Regions from separate parts of the Hordeum vulgare genome. Here all the other regions are linked to region 2. Evidence: chromatin contacts called from public Hi-C data. All regions are on one chromosome and are shown on one strand. Each heading gives the region's core, a stretch centred on a gene start, on an enhancer-like site or on the middle of the called end of the contact. The rest is flanking DNA. Distances are from core to core; before and after follow the strand shown.

Region 1 (2,700 bases), core at 78-2,577, 410 kb before region 2:
ATTATCATCTTTGAACTAAATGAAAATATTGTGAATCCTGAACATTTTATATTTCGCTAAAGTTTTTGTATTTATGTACATTTTTTGTATTCGCAGACTTTTTTTTAAGTCATGAAGATTGTTGAATACATGATGACTTCTTGAATTCATGTCTTTTAATATTTTCGAACAATGATTGAATTCCTGAACATTTTCAAATAACCACAAACACTTTTGAATTAACGAACATTTTACAAAGAATTTTTGGATGCATGAAGATTTTTTAAATCCAAAACAGTTTTCAAATTCATGGACATATTTTTCAAATCCACAAAAGTTCTTTCGAATTTACGAAAAAAATCAGTTTTTCTCGTTCAGTCAATGTGTTCGGTCCTATTTTCCTTTTCGTTTGTTCGTTTTTGCACATTTGTTTTTGCGTTTTCTTCTTTTATGTGTCTGTTTTATTAGTTTTTTCAGTATTTCCTATTTTTACTTTTTAAACTTTGGTTTTCTTTATTTCTTTCTAGGTATTTTCCAATTTTCTCGCTTTTATGTTTGTTTATTTTGTTGGTTTTCATTGTGTTTGTCTTTTAATACATGTCTACTTTTGTTTCATACACATGAAATTTTTATATACATTTATAATATATTCTTTATACAAGTTTAATATTTTTATAAATACATATTACATATTTTTATAAAGAAATAAGTTTACAATATATTTTCAAATACATTTAAATTATATTTTCTGAACTTATGTCCAAATATTTTTAACATTTTTATGAACTACACAAAAATTTCGTCGATTGTAGTTTTTTCAAAATGTCACACACACATTTTTGAAACTTGTGAAGATCTTTTGAAATCTAACGTCCATTGTTTTCAGCGTACAAACATTTTTATTGATTTACATTTATATTTGTACAATCATTCTTTAAATGTCACATCTATTTCTTCTGAAATGTGCTACATTTTATACTTGTCACAAAAAAGTCATACATACAATTAACATTTTTCATATACATGATCAACATTTTCTACTTTTATAATCACATTTATACATTTTTAGTATACAACAAAAAACATTTTTCAGTACATGTTTGAACAGTTTTCAAATGCAAGATTAAAAAATAAAAAATAATTCAAAACTATAATCAAAAGTATAAATGTAAAAATGAGAATGAAAAACTTGCTTGATTATCATGATATGAGCACACCACGACTGCTAGTTATTGTGCTCGCCTAGTTCTAGCTCCCTGCGGCCGAGCCGATTTTCTTTTTGTCGCAGCAGGCTACTCATAGCATACGTGCTAGCATGCTGGATCAAGTATTGATGCTGGGTGCCAACCAAGGGAGCTCCTACCTGCCGCTCAGTGCGGCAGGAAGCCCCTGCGCCGCACAAGGGGAGCCCCGACTGGGCCGGCCCAGTTTGATTTTTCTGTTACCTATTTGCTGCTCTGTTTTTTTTTAATTTTTTGGATCGTTTTTTCCTTTTTGCTTTTCTTTTTATATTTCAAGCAAAAACAACTTTCTAATTTGAAGAACAATTCAGAAAAATGTGAACAAATTGGAAGTGCATACAATTTTATAAAGCATGAACATTTTTTAATCTTTAGAACAAAATTTTGAAAGGGAGAACAATTTTGAAAAATCCTGAAATTTTATGAAAGCACGAACAAATTTTTCAAGCACGAATTTTCTTTTAGTTTTGAGACCAAATTTTGAAACCGAGAACAATTTTAAACACGCGAACAAATTTGGAAGCGCGAACATTTTTTGAATCTGGCATTTTTTTTGAAAAATAGAACAATTTTTAAATACCACGGACAAATTTGAAAGCGCATACAAATTTTTAAGGCATGTAATTTTTTTGAATTATGAGAATGAATTTTGAAACCGAGAACAATTTTTAAAAATTGGAACAAATTTAGAAGCATCAACAATTTTTTAAAGAAAAAACATTTATTGAATCCTGCGATTTTTTTTTGGAAAAGAAAACAATTTTGAAAAATCCCGAACAAAATTTTGAAGCACCATTTGTTTTTGAATTTTGAGAACAAATTTTGAACCGAGAACAATTTTAAAAAATTGAACAAATTTGGAAGCACAAACAGTTTTTAATTTTGAGAACAAACTTTGAAACCAAGGACAATTTTTAAAAAACGTGAACAAATTGTTTAAAGCACAAACATTTTTTGAATCTTGAGAATTAATTTTGAAAATGAGAAAAAATTGGAAAACCCCAAACAAATTAGGAAGCGCGAACAAATTTTTAAAACTTGAATGTATTTTGAATTTTGAGAACAAATTTTGAAACCAAGATCAATTTTGAAAAATTCTGAACAAATTTGAAAGCACGAATTTTTCTAAAGCACAAACAATTTTTGAATCTTAAGATTTTTTTTTTGAAACTTAAAACAAATTTGAATCTTAAGAAGAAATTTTGAAACCAAAAACAATTATTGGAGAATATAGAACATTTTTTGAAATTCATGAACATTTCTTGAATATTCAAAAACAGTTTTTGAAAATAGAGAACATTTTTTGAGACAGAAACAGAAAAGAATAAAGAAAAATGAAAAAGGAAAAACCGGTTCACGGTATTTTTCTAGAAGTTTCCCAAGACCAGAAAAACCCGACTCGGAACTCTAGAAGGTTCCCAAAACCGGGCACTCCAACCCCCGCTAAGAGGCTAGTCCATTTGAAAGTGATCCCTCTCCT
Region 2 (2,700 bases), core at 8-2,507:
ACAACGAGATTTATTTTATTTCTTAAGTCAAAAAATCCAATAAAAAAACGTTTTCATAATTAAATCCCTCGCGACGAGATCTTTCGGACCTCGTATCGACATATTTGGACGACTTTTTTATTAAAGGTTATCATGTCTATTGCATATAAATTAGCAAAGTGTTTACACTGAAGTTGGCATGACATATTTTGATTTTTTTCTTAGTTTAAAGTAAATTTTGACATGTTGTAAAAAATTAAGAAACTAAAATTTTCATGGTGAATTACTAAAATTTGCCATAATCCATGAAATAATTTTGACATCGTTCATAATTTAAAAGAAATTCATCATCAATTATTTTAAATATGAATGATCAATGATTCGAATTTTCTACGAACCATAACTTAAATTGCCATGGTGAGTTCTTTAAATTTTCCATTAGCCATGATAGATGCACTAAAATTTACCATGGTTTATATAAAAGATAGTTTACATGGCCAAGTACTATAATTTTCAAGGTCAAAATATTAAAATTGTTATGATCTATAAACTAAATTTTCTTTAATGAATTATTGAAAATTGCATGATCCATGATATAAATTTATCATGGTTAATTACTAAAATTACCATGGTCAATTAATAAAAATTGTTGTAAAAAATAGTTGAAATATAATGGTATCTTAAAATCAAGAAAAAAACTAAATATAATATATCATGACAACTATAATGTAAACACTATAGCAACTTCAATGTAAACATCATGACAACTTTTAGTTTAAAAAATATCATTGAAATATATCAATATGTAATCTAGTTTTAAAGATTGTCTCGAGACGGAATTAATGATGAAAATAAATTTTTCATTACATTTTTATTTAACGAATAAAATATTTTATGTTCAAAAAAAATATCGCTGATGTTATATGTTTGGTATAATAAGATGGATGATAATGATTGTGTTTGAGTCATGTTACTTCGTATTACACGTGTAACAGTTGTTACTGTTTATTTATTTTTGAGATTTCAGCTTTGGCATGTGCCGAAGCACACGCCAACACGAGCATGTGCATCAAATCTCCGCACCGCATTAGCCAGCGCTCTCGCTCGCATCTTGACGAGGTAGCTCGATCCATCCATACGGGATTAGCAAAACAGCAAGTCAAAGCAGCTAATAACAGCACGGATCCCCGGCATCGCGTCGCGTGGTTTCTCGCAGCTGGCACCGCGCGCAGAGGCCGGAGGACGGCACGGGCATGTGGGCGTGACCGGCGAGCCGGCGACTCCTCGTGCCAGTGCCGGGCACGTGGGTCCGGCGGTATACACGTTTCTGTGCTCTGGCCACCATGGGAATCTTTGTTCCGAGGCACACGTTCCAACTCAGCCTCTTTTATCCTCAAAAAGAAAAAAAAAAGCTCAGACTCTTTTCATTTTTCCCGTGTCTTCGAGGAGTTGCTGAAGCCGAGTGCATGCGTGCAAATGTCCCCTCTCTAGCAGGGCACTGCTGTGCGTCGGCACGCGGACCGAAACTTTCGATCAGCGGAACACGAATCATCCGATCCGTCAGATCAAATCTGGTTTGACTGTCAAATCTGTTCATGCAACAAAAATCATCGATTAAAGTAAAAATAAACAACGATGTAGCAAACTTTGGCCATGGATGTAGCAAAAATAGGGTCGTAGAAAAAAATATCAACGTGGTCGAAGCAAAAAAAGAAGCTGATAATGCGTGGTAGCAAAATAAAAATATAGATTATAACAAAACAATCAGATGAACTTGGGTTACAACTCCGACGAACGCGTATGCAGCTTTTTTAGTGAACGGTTATAGCAAAAAATGATACCGATTGTAACAAAATTAACATCGTTTGTTGCAAAAAATCAAACGCAGGTTGTAGCAAAAAAATCCGACGAACTCGGGTTGCAACCAAACGTGGATGTAATTTTTTTAATGAACAAATTATAACAAATGAAAAACGCCTGTAGCAAATTTAAACGCCGGTTGCAGTAAATCTGGACGAAAAATGCTTCGTGACTGGGCTAGCCACCCGTGCGGGTCGCGCATGATCGGCCAAACGGTTCGGCCGGCGCGCCGACTTCAAACATTCTCCATTTGTAGCGCTGCCGGCCAGCGAAAATGCGAGGCCTGATTCAGGGAGTCCCGTATTAAAATACAACATTTTTTCTCCCACAATTTGGAAATCTTTATACAACGAAAGCGCCCTTGTGACAATACTACTAACTAGGAAAGGAGGTTTAGTATCAGTCCAAACCTCGACCTCGCTAATGCAAAATTAGCCGAGAGATTATAAGATCTAGGTAGATTGAACAAAAAAACAATAAGATATATATTTCTTAGTAGTTTCCAGAAGAAGCGAAGGCGCGGCCAAGGGGAAATTATGACGAGAGTTCGAAAGGTTCACGATCTCCACGCAGTCAATCTTCATCATGATATTCTGATAGCCCCTTCACTTAGCAAAGATGACGCCATCACACGGTGGTAACACTTCAATTATTAGGGCGCACGCGCTCATCCACCGTTTTGACGAGCCCCTTTCCGACGAAGATCATGCAGCCATCGCCAGGCTCGCTCACCTCGATGTTGCTGCACTCAAGATCGCCGCGGGCATGACCGGACTTGATGGAGAAGCCCCTCGGGCTGCACCCTCCCCATGTTAGAGCTCCCTTCGTGTAGGAGGCTCCGAAGACGACCAGCCTTAAGTT
Region 3 (2,700 bases), core at 101-2,600, 360 kb after region 2:
TCCATCAATTCAAAAAATCACGGAGAAACCGCCTTGCTCATAGCCCGAATGGATTCTGTATCCGCAGCGCATAATGAGGGGATCCCAATACCCTGCCACTAGTCCTTCCGTGGGATCCCAAGCATTCGAACAACACAAGAAGGTAATCAGATCACCCGTACCGTAGCACGAGTGGGACGTGTCCTACCTCGCCGATTGGACAATCGGAGCCCCAAGCTTCCGATCATCCGAATCATTAAATCTATCTTCCCGAAAGGTATTCAATTATTACTGATCGGAAGCATGCCGACATGCTCCAACACTCAGAATCTTTCGCTCTTGAACCCGGAGTGGTTTACTCAGAGCCCGAGTGATGTAGCCTCGAGCTACAACCTCGGCGTCCATGAGACATCGAGGGCTCCAAAGAGTGCCTTCTACTCGGCCATAAAAACCTCAACTGATTCGGTGACTACTAACGGGGTTGTACATTAGGGGTAGTCCTACGGACCTGCATCTCTAGGCCTGCCTAAAACCCTACATGGACATTCACGTCCCAAAAGCCACCGGTGCAATCATGACCTTACTCGGGCGATCATATCTTCACTCGGCTAGCACAAGGTCACTCGGATAGTTTCGTGTCAGTCGGATGTATGCCGACACTCGGACTACAGCAAGGCGTGGACAACGAAGGGACTGCAACGGCTACAGAGTTAAACTATCACATGAAGTGCAGTGAAGACATGCGTTACGAGTTACATTGGAGTTCGAGCTGCCGTTTCTAGTAACTTTTCATAGTTATTAGCATTAACTCACCCTTGTAATGAGGCTCGGCCGGTCGTGGCGCATTCTATATAAGCCACCCCGATCTCCTGACTGAGGGTTCAACATCATGTACTATCACATACCCCATAAGAAATCATCATCCGCACGGCTCGATATGTAGGGTTGTTACCACTCCAGAATGAGGCCCGAACTCGTACATCCGAGTGTATTCACTGCGCCATAGCTAGGTTTCGCCTCTCATTCGTATCCCTGCTATTGTCACGATCATTTTCATGACCCCGACAGGCCGCTGGTTTTGTTACCGATGTGAAGCTTAGGTCTTGACCATTTTGTATGCTGACCAATTACCCTACCCAAATGAACAAAATCGAGGATCGTGAGTTGGAGTTAGTGTAACATCATCCTAGCAACACACCAGGCGGTTTGTCCACGATGGTCTTGCCCGCACCAGTACGGTGCAGTGCTAACACACACTGAAACTCACACTTGTGCGGGCGTGCTTGTAGCCACTGGTCCCGCGCCCTGCTTCCTAGCAATGCGCCATCCGACTATATCCACGAACCGGTCGAGCCACTCTGTCTCCCACTCGCTGATGAATGGGACTCGTAAGCCGTTCGTTGTGAGAGTTACAGCAGGAACGGCACCACTCGTTCGTTGCTCGCCTCCGCTTCTACCTCCGATTCCCACCCATCGCGCCACCAGTCCATCGCCACTCCCAGAAAACCCTCCACCTCGCTCGGCCGTTGGTGCTCTCCCGATGATCACGTTCGCGGACCTGACGGAGCCGCCGCCGGGCGCCGAGCGGCGCGTTGACCGGCAGCTGTGGCTGGCGTGCGCGGGCGGCATGTGCACCGTGCCGCCGGTGGGCTGCAGCGTCTACTACTTCCCGCAAGGCCACGCCGAGCACGCGCTTGGCCTAGACGCTGGGGCCGATCTCTCCGCGGCGCGCGTCCCAGCGCTCGTGCCCTGCCGCGTCGCTGCCGTACTGTACATGGCCGACACACACACCGACGAGGTCTTCGCAAGGATCCTCCTCGCCCCACTTGGCGACACGGACGCGGATGGCAATGTCCAGGATGATGCCGCGGTGGCGGCTGACGGCGAGCAGGAGAAGCCGGCGTCGTTCGCCAAGACTCTGACGCAGTCCGACGCCAACAACGGCGGGGGTTTCTCGGTACCGAGGTACTGCGCCGAGACCATCTTCCCGCGGCTGGACTACGCCGCCGACCCGCCCGTGCAGACCGTCATTGCCAAGGACGTGCATGGGACTGCGTGGAAGTTCCGCCACATCTACCGGGGCACCCCGCGCCGGCACCTGCTCACCACGGGCTGGAGCGCGTTCGTGAACCGGAAGAAGCTCGTGGCCGGCGACTCCATCGTGTTCCTACGCGGCGACGGCGGGGACCTCCACGTGGGCATCCGGCGCGCCAAGCGCGGGTTCCGCGGTGCGGAGGAGGGATCCTTGTCTTTAACCGGTTGGGGCCGGTACTATTCAGGTCCGATGCGAGGCAATGCGAGCCCGTGCACTCGGGGCAAGGTGCGCGCCGAGGACGTGGTCGAGGCGGCGAGGCTGGCGGGCAGTGGACAGCCGTTCGAGGTCGTGTACTTCCCGCGCGCCAGCACACCGGAGTTCTGCGTGCGCGCCGCAGCAGTGCGAGCGGCGATGCGGGTGCAGTGGTGCCCCGGGATGCGGTTCAAGATGGCATTCGAGACCGAGGACTCGTCCCGCATCAGCTGGTTCATGGGCACCGTCGCCGGCGTCCAGGTCGCCCACCCCACCCGTTGGCCGCAGTCGCCGTGGAGGCTTCTTCAGGTACGGCCGGCACTAAAGCACGACAAACAAATCATTCAGTTTGCTTTCTCTTCCTTGACAGGTTTCGCTTACTTCTCAAATTGGTGAATGCGCAGGTGACCTGGGACGAGCCGGACCTCCTCCAG

What was found. Hi-C and Micro-C count contacts between places; a contact is called where the count stands out from the background.
Region 1: a Hi-C map of seedling shows a contact between it and region 2, with 6 times the contacts expected there. The contact joins two enhancer-like sites. A contact is called at or near these places in 2 of 6 Hi-C or Micro-C datasets (leaf and seedling).
Region 3: a Hi-C map of seedling shows a contact between it and region 2, with 3 times the contacts expected there. The contact joins the promoter of LOC123404596 here to the enhancer-like site in region 2. A contact is called at or near these places in 2 of 6 Hi-C or Micro-C datasets (leaf and seedling) and 1 of 1 datasets of contacts at active chromatin or transcription factors (embryo).

Annotation. Positions count from the first base shown.
Region 1 is chr6H:378,610,639-378,613,338 of MorexV3_pseudomolecules_assembly, forward strand. No RefSeq gene overlaps it. Among protein-coding and RNA genes, the nearest start is that of LOC123406039, 200 kb to the right of the region's middle. Within about 2 kb of position 1,328, at least 3 of the 3 cell types and tissues checked have open chromatin away from gene starts, as enhancers often do. A contact at or near this core is called in leaf and seedling, where this site is marked.
Region 2 is chr6H:379,025,259-379,027,958 of MorexV3_pseudomolecules_assembly, forward strand. No RefSeq gene overlaps it. Among protein-coding and RNA genes, the nearest start is that of LOC123406039, 220 kb to the left of the region's middle. Within about 2 kb of position 1,258, at least 2 of the 3 cell types and tissues checked have open chromatin away from gene starts, as enhancers often do. A contact at or near this core is called in leaf and seedling, where this site is marked.
Region 3 is chr6H:379,380,646-379,383,345 of MorexV3_pseudomolecules_assembly, forward strand. LOC123404596 (auxin response factor 8-like) reads left to right here and starts at 1,351. Exons shown (of 3, transcript XM_045098534.1): 1 at 1,351-2,575; 2 at 2,671-2,700. The coding sequence starts at 1,355.